Linked DNA regions of Mus musculus: all the other regions are linked to region 1. Evidence: chromatin contacts called from public HiChIP or PLAC-seq and promoter capture Hi-C data. All regions are on one chromosome and are shown on one strand. Each heading gives the region's core, a stretch centred on a gene start, on an enhancer-like site or on the middle of the called end of the contact. The rest is flanking DNA. Distances are from core to core; before and after follow the strand shown.

Evidence for each region. Promoter capture Hi-C pulls out the DNA fragments that hold promoters and counts their contacts. HiChIP or PLAC-seq counts read pairs in DNA pulled down with a chosen protein or histone mark.
Region 2: a contact with region 1 is called in a promoter capture Hi-C map of liver, with 7 times the contacts expected there. The contact joins the promoter of Man1c1 here to the promoter of Extl1 in region 1. A contact is called at or near these places in 3 of 39 promoter capture datasets (liver and stem cell-derived epiblast-like cells) and 2 of 484 Hi-C or Micro-C datasets (both in embryonic stem cells).
Region 3: a contact with region 1 is called in a promoter capture Hi-C map of pre-B cells, with 2.5 times the contacts expected there. The contact joins the promoter of Rps6ka1 here to the promoter of Extl1 in region 1. A contact is called at or near these places in 1 of 39 promoter capture datasets (pre-B cells) and 2 of 115 datasets of contacts at active chromatin or transcription factors (embryonic stem cells and large pre-B cells).
Region 4: a contact with region 1 is called in an H3K4me3 HiChIP or PLAC-seq map of embryonic stem cells, with 2.5 times the contacts expected there. The contact joins the enhancer-like site here to the promoter of Extl1 in region 1. A contact is called at or near these places in 4 of 115 datasets of contacts at active chromatin or transcription factors (bone marrow-derived dendritic cells, bone marrow-derived macrophages, embryonic stem cells and 1 more).

Annotation. Positions count from the first base shown.
Region 1 is chr4:134,371,069-134,374,041 of GRCm38.p6, forward strand. Extl1 (exostosin-like glycosyltransferase 1) reads right to left here and starts at 1,479. Exons shown (of 11, transcript NM_019578.2): 1 at 1-1,479. The coding sequence starts at 650.
Region 2 is chr4:134,702,843-134,705,890 of GRCm38.p6, forward strand. Man1c1 (mannosidase, alpha, class 1C, member 1) reads right to left here and starts at 1,448. Exons shown (of 12, transcript NM_207237.3): 1 at 103-1,448. The coding sequence starts at 627.
Region 3 is chr4:133,885,901-133,889,250 of GRCm38.p6, forward strand. Rps6ka1 (ribosomal protein S6 kinase polypeptide 1) reads right to left here and starts at 1,897. Exons shown (of 22, transcript NM_009097.5): 1 at 1,670-1,897. The coding sequence starts at 1,732.
Region 4 is chr4:134,080,532-134,083,710 of GRCm38.p6, forward strand. Crybg2 (crystallin beta-gamma domain containing 2) reads left to right here. Exons shown (of 20, transcript NM_001162970.1): 8 at 249-284; 9 at 558-694; 10 at 822-948; 11 at 1,198-1,337; 12 at 1,425-1,551; 13 at 1,884-1,916; 14 at 2,044-2,156. Among named protein-coding and RNA genes, the nearest start is that of Cd52, 13 kb to the right of the region's middle. Within about 2 kb of position 1,615, at least 220 of the 459 cell types and tissues checked have an H3K27ac peak or open chromatin away from gene starts, as enhancers often do. A contact at or near this core is called in bone marrow-derived macrophages, embryonic stem cells and memory CD8 T cells, where this site is marked.

The DNA.
Region 1 (2,973 bases), core at 229-2,728:
CCAGGTTGGGGACTGTGCTGCTGCAGCTTGCCGGGAGCCCCACCTCGCAATGGGTGAGCTTCGGGGAGATACGGGAGCGCTAAATCGAAGCCCGGTCGGAAGATGTCCGAGGAGGGGCTGGCCTCAGCTACCATCGCCTGTCCCAGCCTGGTGCAAGGGGCTGGGTAGAGACTCAACACCAGATGGTTCCGGCCTCCGTTCCAGTTCGGAGGCAGGGGCCCGCAGGCTCCTCTACGATCCTGGCTGGGGAGAAAAAGGAGAAGGCAAGCGTCTGCTGGGCTGAGTGCAGAGTAGCGGGAGCCTTCCAAGGAATCCAGGATCCTGCGCTGAGCCTCAGAGGTCGGACCAGCCGGGGAGTGCACAAAGATCTTGAGGACCTTTCCCCTACACTTGGAGGTGTCAAAGCAGGCTCCCCAGGTGCAGCTGCTTCCCCGAGAGACCCGAGGGAGCTGTGCGACATCTTCTGGGTTCGTCTCAGACTGGGAGAAACTCTGTAAGAAGGCAGCATCCAGCCAGCGGGGCCAGCCTTGGGAGCGCCCTGGAAGAGGACCGGGCAACACTGCCAGGCGAAGGGGGAAGACTCCTAGGAGGACGAGGAGGAGCCAGAAGGCTGACAACGCCAGCCAGAAGGACTTTCTTCTCCACAGCATGTGGCCACCAACAGCTAGGACTAGAAGGAAGTGAGGAATTTCTGTAGCAAGTGGAGGAGGCGACCCCAGGCAGGAGGGAGCTGGAAATCAGCCTTCTGGTCCAGCGCTCTCACCATTGAAGGCAGGTCCCCTAGCTAAGTTCGACTAACCATTGGCCACCTGTGGGATTGACCCCTCGTGGGAAGTCCAAGGAGGCTCTGGCTTTCTAAATTTGCATTCCCACTCTCCGACTGCTTTCTCTACCTTCACACAACCTTGCCACCCTTTGCCCTCTCATCGGGACCTCTGCCCTGGGCCACTGCTCGGGCTGATGCAACCCTTGTCCAGACCACAAGATCGTGTCCATTTGCGCTCAGGACTGCACCCCTGATCTTACCCTTGACCCAAGGGCAGGCTATCTATGGAGAACTGTCTGGGTTCATGGGGAGTGGGTATCGGGAGGGGGTGGCCAAGGATGATGTAGAAGGAGGCAGGACTGTCCTCTCCCACTCTTCCCTCTGCCCCAAAAGCTCTTGAAAAAAACCCTGGCTACCCCTGTGTTTGGTGGCTGGCCTTCTGTGGCAGAACTATAAATAGACCTTGTGTCCATGTGGGCCACCAGAGCCAGCTGAAGTTGGAGCCGGAGTGCATCCCATGCCCGCCGCCTGGGGAATGAGAAGGTTCGGAGTGTGGTCTTCTTCCCCTCGGCTATGGCCCCTAACCCAGGCAGCTGCTCTGCACCCTCCGGCTAGGAGCTGTCACAGGGCAGAGGGCAAGACCTACGCTCCAAATTCCTGTTCCTGCCCCACAGGTCCAGCCGGCAGCTCCAGGTCCCACTCCAGAAGGTATCAAGTCGGTCCAGCTCTCTTTCGCAGCAGCAGCAGCCTGGCCACACCCCCGCCAGCTCTGATTGGCTCCTGGCTAGGAGGCAGGGTTTCCACTTAACCCCTTGCAACCTCTTTCGCTGGGGTACCGTTTCGTTTCTTTTTCCTTTTTTTTTTTTTTTGAGACGAGGGGGGTGGGGATGTTCCTGTAGCCCCGGTTGGTTTCAAACCCACCTTGCAACCAAGGACTTTGAGTCCCTGATCAATCTGTCTTCACCTCGGAGTGCTCGAATGCCAGCTACCTGCCATCACGCCTGGCTCTGGAAGATTAATAATGGTCAGGAGGGCACCATACCTCACTGGTGGCTGTGGATTGACAGTTTGCTTCTCTCCAAGGTCTTTACCAGTGATCCAAAGTAGATGTTTATCTGCCTTTCCCCCCCCCTTTTATTACGATTATCATTGTCTATTTTTAGAATTGATGTTGTGGTACTGGGAGTAGAACCCAAGGCTTTGTGCACACTAGACAAGTATTCTATCACTGAATTACATCACCAGCTCTTTTGTCTTTTTTACTATTGAGAAAAATGAAGCGCAGAGCAGGGATTGCCTTTCTTAAGGTGACCCAGCTTTGATGTGTCCAGGTGAAGATTTGAACTCAGAGCCTGGCCTGATGGGGCCTCTTCTTGTCCCCTCGGCCACTGAATGGAGCTGGGCAGTGTCTACCTGCATCTTTAAAATGGATTAACATCATTCCCTTGGAGGGTTGCTATTGTAGGTCCTACAAGAGCACTTGGTGGGGTGTCCTTCAACAAGGAAGTATCCTTCCGCTGGCCTCTCCTCCTTGGTGAGCAGCCTGAGGGCAGGGCACAGTGAGGTGCCCAGGAACATCCTCAAAATGGGATCAAGAAGAATCTGGCCTCTTGCAGTAAGAGGTAGGTCGCTCCGTGATAGACAGCTGCTCAGGCAAACCGCAGGCTTTCTCACGCAGGAGACAGGTGTGGGCATGCGCTGTTGCCATCCCACCAGGCTTGGAATTGGCAGAAGGTTCCCTTCCTCTAGGAAGCGGCTGAGACTCCTGAGTCAGAGCCAGGACCCTCCTTCAGGGGCTCAAGCTTGCTCTGGCCACATCCATGTTCAATCATCTAAGAGATCCTTCGCATCCTAACTTGGACCAGGTTCCCAGGGAGGCACTGGAAGTGCCATGCTGAATAAGAGTAATAGTGTAGGTGACTATGTCCTGAGCACGCTGGAAATGACTATAAAGGAGATATTACTATCATTCCCATTTTACAGAAGAGAAAGTTGAGGCTCAGGGAACTTGAGTAACTTTGCCTGTATTCCCATGGCTTAGCCAGGTCCTAAGCCATCTATCTATACATCTTCTCTTTTATTCTGAGGCAGTGTTTCTCTATGTAGCCAAGAACACACTATATAAACCAGGCTAGCCTTGATCTTGCGTGTCTCTGTGTCCCCTGTGCTAGGATTAAAGGTATATGTTACCATACCTGGCCATTCAT
Region 2 (3,048 bases), core at 198-2,697, 330 kb after region 1:
GGTCTTGGGCAGACCAGGAGCCAGGAGAGGCCAAGAAGGTGGGGAATCGCTTGCAGCTAGAAGTCTTGGCGGGAGGTGTGTGTTGGGGGGGGGGGTGCTTACCTCTTTGATTTTCTCTCGCTGAGCTCGCACCAGACTCTGGGACTCCTTACTCTCATCAGTCCTTGTCCCCAAGACCGGGTGTCGAAGGCGGCTGCGGAAACCATTGTAGTCGAAAGTGAACCGGACGCTCTCTTCCTGCGGCCTGAGGGCTGCAACCCTGTTGCCTTCCTCCCGGGGCCCGGTGGGGCGGGTTCGCCGCAGCCACCCTTTCCTACGGAGAACACCGACCAGGCGGCTGGGATCGTCCTCACCCGGGGCCGGAGCCGCAGGGGCAGGGTTGGGAGGCGGCTCCTGCTCTGACACCGAGTGGTGACCGGCGATTTCGGCCATCACCTCCAGGCCGGGCTGTTGGGTCCGCGAGGCCGAGAAGAGGCGCTTGAGGCGAGAGGAATGGGGCAGAAGGAACAGGGCGCCAAAGCACAGGGTGACGAGGCCCGAGAGGAAGAGCAGGAAAAGGAACTTCTGCGGCAGCCGCAGCCCCCACGGCGAGGCCGGGACGAAACCCGGCACTTTCCTCACCAGCATCGCGGCGCGGCCAGCAGGAGGGGGCTGTCAGCTCCGCCCGGGGCCCCGGGAGTCCTCAGAGTCCTCAAGGGTGGGGAGCAAGAGTGAAGTGGCTGGGGTCCCCGAGCAAGGCTGCGCACCTCGAGGCCGCCGCTTCGGGACCCGCCCGAAGTTCAGGGAGTTTGGAGCGAGTCCTCCCGCGCGGGGGCGGGGGCGCGGCGGCCTCGGCGGGGCCCGGGCGAGGGGGGCTGCTCGGCTGGAGCCCGGGCCCGCCGTGCGCCGCAGCCTGCCCTCCGCCTGATCCACGGAGCCCGCGCCCTCCCGCGCCTTCCCGCGCCGGAGTGGTCACATGCCGTCCGCGACGCCCTCGCGGAGGGTGCGCAGGACGCAGGCCCCGACCCGCCGGCACCCGAAGTTTCAGCCTCTGGAGCAGTTTGCAAAGGGAACCCCCGGGGCTTGCAGGGCGAGCGCAGCTCCTAGAGCGCGAGCCCAGCCGGTGGTGACGGCGCAGGGCCCGGCGGTCGGGACACGTCCACAACTTTGCTCCGCCGCGCGCGGTTGCCGCTCCCGAGGCTGCGCGGGACCCAGGGGCTTCAGATGCTCGCGCGGGGAGAGGGATACCCGGGAAGCGCGTGCGAAGCCTGCAGCTGGCCTCTGTCAGCCCTGGGCCTGCCGCTGAGCCAGGAAGCCTTGGCTCCGGCGCCGCAACTCGGGAGGGCGCGGGTCTCCTGCTGCGATCACCTGTTCCCGGCCCCGCGGCTCCGCTAGCCGCGCAGGCTCACCCGCCGCAGCTCCAGACGGGCCGCCGCTGCTCCGGCTCTCACTGCGACAGCGCCGCTGCCCCGCCCCCCGCCAGCCACGCCCTCAGGCCACGCCTACAGCGCGCCTCGCGCCCCTCCTCTCCGCCCGCCGCGGCACCGCAGTTCGGCCAATGGGGAACCTAGCCGGGAAAGATGGGCGGGTCACAGTCTGGGCCACGCCCCCCGCTCCAAATGCTGGCGCTGCGCTCCCCCATCCTGCTAGCTCCAATGGTCCAGCTGCGCGCTGTGGAGAGGGCGGGGTGCAGAGCGGAGAGAGGTCATTGGCTGCTTCCGAGGGATCCCCGATGGGCCACAATCACCCATTGGTTTCTGCCCAGCGTTCGCTGGACTCCGAAAGACCGAGACGCCCCCTCCACCGCCCACCTCCGCCTAGCGCCGCTCTGTGTTTCGGTCTCCCCCCGGAAGGGCCAGGAGACCAGGTTGTTCTGTAAGGCGCTGCCCATCGTTGGGCGACCCTGTCACTTCTCAGCACCAGCCGGGGATTGCCAGGTTGCTGGTAGCCAGGGATGCCCAGAGCTCAGACCAGCCGCGGTAGTACAGCTGCTTCGCTCTGGGGGGGATGGGGATGGCTGGACCAAACCCGAGAGCTGTGGCTGTGGTTATGTCTGGCTGAATCAGTATTTCCAGGGTTCCTCGCAAACCGCCACCAAAAATGTGGCCAAGGCCCTTGGGTGGGGTTGGCGAGGGATGCTAACATGAGAAGCAAGAAGAGAGAGGGACAGACAGAGAGAGAGGCGGGGACCTGGACATATGCACGGGTCATACATAGGATATGCATGTATGTGAACATTTGCATTTTTATGCATACAGAGGCTACCTTGTGGGTGTGTGCTTACATGCAAATATACACTTAATTTCAGCACGGACACCCTAGCAATTATGCCAAAGTGTATCTAGACAGGTCTATATAAGCAAAACATTGACGTGCACAGGCATACCCAAGCCACCTCCACAAGCCCACACATACACCGGCATGTGTTATCAGACACCGTGTGCCCCTGCCCCAAGACACATGCATCCGTGGACTTTAGTCCTTCCCTTGCTGTTAAACCTCACACCGGGGGCCAAAATAACACTGCTGTGTGGGTCTCTCATGCAAAACTCTTTATAGAGACAACAGCATAGGGAGAGACAAATTAAGAGGTATAATAGGCAAGGGGGAAAATATCTGCTTTCAGCTGCAATTTGAAAGACAGAAAATACTGCAGGGACGCCTTTCCCGGAGAGGAGGCAGCCCAGGCAGGCTCTCACCTCATAAATCTTTCTTCTTCCCTGAGGCTTTCTGCAAATGGGCTACTGAGGCTTGCTTCTAACCCTGGCCAAACCATTGCCAGCACGCCCACTCCTGACATTTAAATACCCCTGGCATATAAATTTCTCTCTGCTGAAAATAAAAGATAAAAGACTACTGTCGCTAACAGGTGCAAATATTTTGGTCACCGGAGATGAATAATTTCTCCCAATACACCTAGCTTATATGTAAATTTCTACTTCAAATGTTTCAGTCTCTTATGAGTTTGGCTGGCAGGAGTCAGTTCCCTGGAGTTAGCTCGTGCATGAGATAAGCATGTGTGTGCTCCTTAATGCAGTAGCCCAGAGGCCTAGCCTGGTCTCCTGCACG
Region 3 (3,350 bases), core at 647-3,146, 480 kb before region 1:
GAAGTGAAACTCAATGAAAAAACTCCTCTCCCCCATCCCAGGAAATGTGACAGTCTCCCCTCGCCTGAATTCAGGTGCAACAGTATTCAAACTAAGATGTTTCCGGTTTAACCTGGCCCCCATGAGGCTGCCTCTGGCCTCAGGATTTCCCAAAGGGAAGCAGGAAGTGCTGCCCTGGAGGAGGCCAGCACTCCTAGAACTCTACTCTCCGCGCTAGGGTAAAGCTGTGAGTCCCTAGGCTGAGTCCCTCCCTAGCCATACCGAGGTCAGGCCTCCCTTCCTCTGGAGGCCCAGGTGGCAGGGGCGTGCCCAAGCCAAGGAGTACACCTCTGAGCCTTCCCTGGGGCCTTGTGCCCCAGTCCTGGGGAGTGTGGGGGGAGCACCAGGGGCTGCAGAGAGCAGTGCTCCTCACCTAGGAGGGTGAGTCAGCCAGACAGCCTCTGAGCGCCTGTGTAGGGCCTGTAAAACCCCCGTGGCAAGGATCCCAGAACAATTTACTCCAAATTGCGCCTTCAGGTTGGTTACCTAATCCAGCCGCGCCCACCCTCCAATAGCCAGTGTAGCCCATCCCTTTAAAGGGGCAGCATGCCCTGAGTGCCTGGAGACTTGGGGATCTCACTGTGGATCCTCTCTCTGCCCGTGGTCCTGAGAGACAGGGCTCACAGTGACTGACCTGAGGTACCAAGCATAGGTAAAGGGGTTCAAGCCAGGAGAAAAAGCATCTAGGTTCTGGGATCAAGTGAGGTCTCCTGTACCCCAGCCTCCTGTACCCCAAAACAGCTCCAGTGAAGGAAGGCAGAGTTTCACCTGCCTCCTTCGCAGCAGGAGAGCAGGGAAAGTTTTAAAGTTGCTGGTTCAAAACTTGACCTTGATCCCAGGGTGACAGGACAGCACAGAAGTGGCCTCCTGCATGCTCAGGGTTGGACCACAAAGCCCTCAAAAAAGACAGGAGTTGCTTCTGGGAAAGGCTAGGTGGCAGAAGCCATACTGCCCAAGGGCTCAGCCTTTTTCTACAGGAAAGGAAGGAGGGAGAGAGGAAGACGGAGGCAGAGTCTCTTCTACAGAGACAGTCTTCACAAGATCTAAGGACTTTCCCCACTCTTCAGCATAATCTGAAGTAGGAAGACCCGGTGTCATTAGCTTTAGGGCAAAGGAAAGCAGGCTCCAACTCCAGAGGTGGTATCGTCCCACGTTCCATAACTGCCTGGGATTCAGCAGGGCTACCTTCCTAAGGTCAGAAGTGGAGGAACGAAGAGAGGTCTTGGGGAGAGGTTAAGGTGAGAAACCGGATTCCCATGATCCTTGTCTCTAGTAGAAGCCTAGACATCTGACCCAAGCCTTTCTCCCTTCTGCACTGATTGGGGCAACTCCCACAGCTACTAAAAGATGATAAGCGGGATGGGTCCTAGGTGTCAGATCTCAACACACCGTGGAGATTCCTCTCCTGGCTACTGCAGGGAGGTACTGAGAGCCCAGCAGAACCATCCCCTACACACGCACACCCGGAGCACAAGGGGGTGGAGCCGGACAGTGAGCTAGAGACCGGAGGGCACTCACGTCCCCGCGGGGCTGCAGAGACGCCGCGGGCCGCCCCCGCCCCGCCCCGGTGCGGATCCGGGCTGGCCGGCCGCCGCCGCCTGTCCCCCCAACCCCCGCCCCTCTCACTCACCTCCGGGTCCAGCGGCACCAGCTCCATGAGCGGCCAGGGCTCCTTGAGCTGGGCGAGCGGCATCGCGCCGCTGCCGGACCGCCCGCGCTCCTCCCGGCGGCCCCGGGCAGCGCTGCCTCTGGGCCACGGGGTCCCTGCTGCTACACCGAGACCCCCGCACGCCCCTGAGCCCCTCGCGCTCTGGATGGGCCGTCCGCCGCCGCCGCGGCACTCGCACTTCGGCTCGCTCCGTCACCCGGCGCCGCCGCGCCCATTGGCTACCTGCGCGGGGGCGGGGCCTGAGTAGCCCCGCCCAGTCCCCCCACGGCGCGGCATTCCCGGCGCGGACCCCCGCCCCCAACGCGCCGGGAGTCAGCCTTGCCTTCACGAGAGACCCCAGCCCACTGTCGGCCCTGCCCACCGGAGGCTCCGCGGGTTCCGTTTTCCCGGGCTTTGTGCCGCTTTGCAGACCTCGCTGGGGCCTCCGTTGTCCTGTCCTAGCAGCCTTTGGGATGTTAACCCAGATGTGCCTTCTCCCTCCAGGGGGAGGGGCTGCCACCCCACATTTACATGGGACGTCCTGGGCCTGATCCCGACTGAGGCGTGGAAGGAGCCTGGGCCTTGTGCCCTCTGGCTCTCAGCTCTCCAAGCCCTTAGGATCGCCCCCTTCCGAAAGCTTGTGCACATCACGGGAGCCCACACTTTGGGGTCTCCATGTGATCCCCGGGTCCCAAGCCAGCCAGCGCCAGGACCCACAGCGCCCCCAGGGTGATTTCCTAATACGCATTTTTTTTTCTCCTTCCTAGTCTGTTGTGCCCTATCACTTGAGGGCGCTGGTTTCAGGCCAGGTCCGCGCCTCTTCCGTGGCAGACCAGATTGTGGTCTGACTTGAGCAGGAGTCCCTGGAAAGAAGGCAAAATCCAGTTCTGGTGGGATCAGGATTCTCTCCAGTAAGATTTGGCCTGCTCTTAAGGAGATTTTAGGCCCCAGGTGTCGTGAGACTTACTCTCAGGTGAAAGACAAGCTGGCTCGTTTATTAAAAGCCTCCAGCGAAGACAGGCGTCATTGATAGGGAATTTATTTTTTGTTACGTTTCCTTGCTTGGTTATGGCCATGGAACCCAGGCTTTGCCGGCCAGGTCGTGTTGAGTATCTCCGACCTCCACCTTCAGGCAGCTTGTGATTTTTTTTTTGAGACTCCACCCCATCCTAGTAGACACCCTAAGCTATTTATCCGAAGTCACACAGCAGGTCAGGAGCACACTGGTGTTTAAAAGAGTGTGGGGTGGGTCCGTGGATGGACTCAATGGGTAAAAGAGCTTGCCTTCCCTGAGTCTGATCCCCAGGCCCCATGTGGTGGAAGAGAACCAACTCATAAGCAGTCCTTTGACCTCCACAAATGTGCACAGGGACAACCTTCCCCGATAAAGACATTTTAATGCAGTACATTTTTAAGTGGAGAGAAGTCACTCACGCCTCTAATCCTAGCAGTAGGGAGGCAGAGGCAGGAGGATCTCTGTTCAGGGCTAGCTTGGGCTACTTAGCCAATTCTAGGCCAGCCAGGGCTACACAGTAAGAACCTGTATCAAAACAAAACAAACAAACCCCCCAAACCCCAAAAACCCAACTAAGTAAATAAATAAATGAATAAATAGAAATAAATTTAATCCAGGAGATTCAGGCCAGAGGATTGTGACTTTGAG
Region 4 (3,179 bases), core at 365-2,864, 290 kb before region 1:
GCAGAGATGGGGGAATACCATAGATCAGTTCCTTGGTGCCTCACTGGCCCAGAGCTCCTACTGGAAACTGGACTGGAGGAGAGAGGGGACTAACCTGAGGTGTGGCACAGGGTCAATGGGAGAGAAAAGGGGAAATATGGGGCTGCAATTCTTAGGAGTCTTAGGATCAAGGAAAATCTAGATTTCCCAGGTCTTAATTTGTCTTTAGCCACCTCTGGACTAGCCTTTCAGCCATGTCTCTTTTGCAGGGCTGCCCAAGCGTGGAGAAGCCAGGGGAACCCAAGGTAAGGGGGACAGACCAGATCTAAGGGTATTTGGTGTGTCTGAGTGGTTGTCACTGTGACCAGGACAGGAGATCCGGGCCTTGAGGGGCTGAGGGCACAGGAGTCTAGGTGGGCTCATCAGTTTATGGCTTTGGTGTGTGAATCTGGCTAGAGGTCGGAGCACACAGGCAGCAATGCTCACAGGGAGGATGGGGGCTCCAGGTTGGTGTTGTGTACAGCCATTCCTAGAAAGCCAGATTCACCTTTTATCACCGGGGCTCCCCTTTCATCCAGGCTGTGGTGTATGAGGCACCAGGTTTTCAGGGGCAGAGCTGGGAAGTAAGCAGAGACATCTACAACCTTCAGCAGCCTGAGGACAGCCAGAGTCCCCAGCTGACCTCCGTGGGGTCCCTGCGAATCCTTGGGGGCTGGTGAGGATTGAAGAGATTTCTTCTATCTGCCCTGTCCCTGCATGTTTTTACCCTTGGTGGGTGGAGAGTGACTGGGGCTGTCTGGTAGATTCACCGGTGTCTTGGCCTATCTTTCCCCTTCCCCTAGCTGGGTAGGCTATGAGAAGGAGGGCTTCCGGGGTCACCAGTACCTACTAGAAGAGGGCGAATATGCTGACTGGTCAAACTGGGGAGGCTACGATGAGCTGCTGACCTCCCTGCGGGTCATCCGGACGGTGAGCAGAGGCAATTGGGCTGCTTGGCCACACCCCAACGTCCACAGCACAATTTGAGAGAAGAATTTGCACCCCTCAGTCTGTTCTCCCCGGCAGAATGCCCCCCAAGAGCTAGCCTCCCTCCTGTGGCTTTTCCCCAGCATATGCCTCACACCTAATCCCGGGGTGGGTGGTTTCCCTGAGATCTGGGCACTCCTACGGGTTTGCATCGTTGTCTGGGAGAAACCTGACTGTCTCGGGGGGCCCCAGGACTTTGGAGACCCGGCCGTGGTGCTGTTTGAGGACATGGACTTCCAGGGACACAGAGTGGAGGTGAGTTCTGCACTGCCGGATGTGGAGCTAGCCCAGCACGGACCCAGCACGCAAGCCATCCACGTGCTCAGCGGCGTGTGAGTAATCCCCGCCCCAGGCGCAGGGCGGGCCCAGGAGCATTGCGGACCCCGCCCTCGCCGACCCATCCCACGCCCTCCCCGCAGGTGGGTGGCCTATGAGCGGGTTGGCTTCTCCGGCGAACAGTTCATCCTGGAGAAGGGCGTGTACCGTAACTGCGACGACTGGGGCTCCGGCAATTGCGCCCTTGGCTCCCTTCAGCCAGTTGTGCAGGTGTGTATCTGAGCGATGGGCGTGACCGGGGGCGGGCCGTTGGGCGGGGCCAGGTGGCTCGCCCTGGCTGCTTAGTTAAGGCAGGAAGAGGAAGGTCTTGGCCAGGAGGGACGGAGGCAGGAGGGTGGGCAGGATATTGAGGGCGGGAACTGGGGCTCAGTGCCCCGTAAGGGGGCGGGGCTATGAGCAGTAACATCTTAGGGGCGGGGTCTCAATAGGGGCGGAGCCTGTCGATGCTGGACTGAGGGATAGCCACAATGGTTTTGAATCTCAGTGGCTGCGGGTAGAGGCTGGCCTCCTCCTTCAGTCACAGCGCTGATCTCTTCCTTCAGGTGGGGGAGAGCGATCTTCACTTTGTCACGAAGGTAAGGAGGCGGCTGCACGGAGATCTGGTAGGCTCTTCACAGCCTTCGTGTCAAAACTTCCCTTGGCCTTTACCCTTGCCCCTCGCCTCTTTTTTCACTCTAACCTCGTCACCTCTCTGTCTTCCAGATTCAGCTTTTCTCAGGCCCCAACTTTCTGGGCGACCACATTTCCTTTGAGGATGACCAAGCCTCTCTGCCTGCTTCCTTCCATCCCCAGTCATGCCGGGTCCACGGTGGCAGGTGAGCAGGTGGATTGGGTAGAGCCCAGAGTGCTGGGAGAGGCAAGGGGAGAAAGGAGTCAGGTCAGGCAGCTCACAGCCATCCTAATTCTAGTTCCAGCTACTCCCTAGAAGTCTAGCTACTCCCTAGAAGTCTAGCTACTCCCTAGAAGTCTACAGGAGCAGTTTACCTTCTTACCACTGCATTGGCCATACGTCCATACAGGCTAGACACTCATACAAATAAAATAAGTTGTTTTGTTTAAATCTAAAGAGTAGCCAGGCAGTGGTGGCACACATTTAATCCCAGCACTCGGGAGGCAGTGGCAGGTGGTTCTCTGTGAGTCTAAGGCTAGCCTAGTCTACAAAATGAGTTCCCAGACAGCCAGGGCCACACAGAAAGAAACCCTGTTTCGAACTTTTAGAGCAGGTGCCTGTGTTACAGGAAAGCTTTGGGGATGTTTGGAGGGGGGGAGGGGGAGCCATAGAAAGGCTCTCCACACCCACATAGGCACAGGTCAGTGGCATAGTTACATACATAGACCCTGTCCATGTCCAGCGGATTAGCTGCTGCTCTCGGGACCCAGTGAAGGTCACAAATGGCCTTGCTTGACTTGACCCCGTTCTGTCCACGAATCTTCCTCCCCTCCTTGTTTGCTACTATATGTTTGTTTGAAGGAACGTAACCATCTTACTCATATGCTTCCCATCTTCTCTCTCTCTCTTTCTCTCTCTATCTCTCTCTTTTTCCACAACTGGCAGCTAAATTGAGGGATAAGTTGTCTGATTTTTGTTGGCAAGTCTGTGTAATGATGACATAAACTTGCTATTGCATAGGTGTGAGACCCATGAGTCTTGCCTTTCCTTTTACCAGAGGGTAATTACCAAATTTATTCCTTCTTCTTTAATTAAAACATTTATTTATATGCATATGTGTCCATGGGTATCTGTGGAGATATAAGGACATCAGATCTCCTGGAATAGGGTTTACAGGTGGTTGGTTGTAAGCTGCCTGAGACGGGTCCTGGGAACTGAACATGGGCCC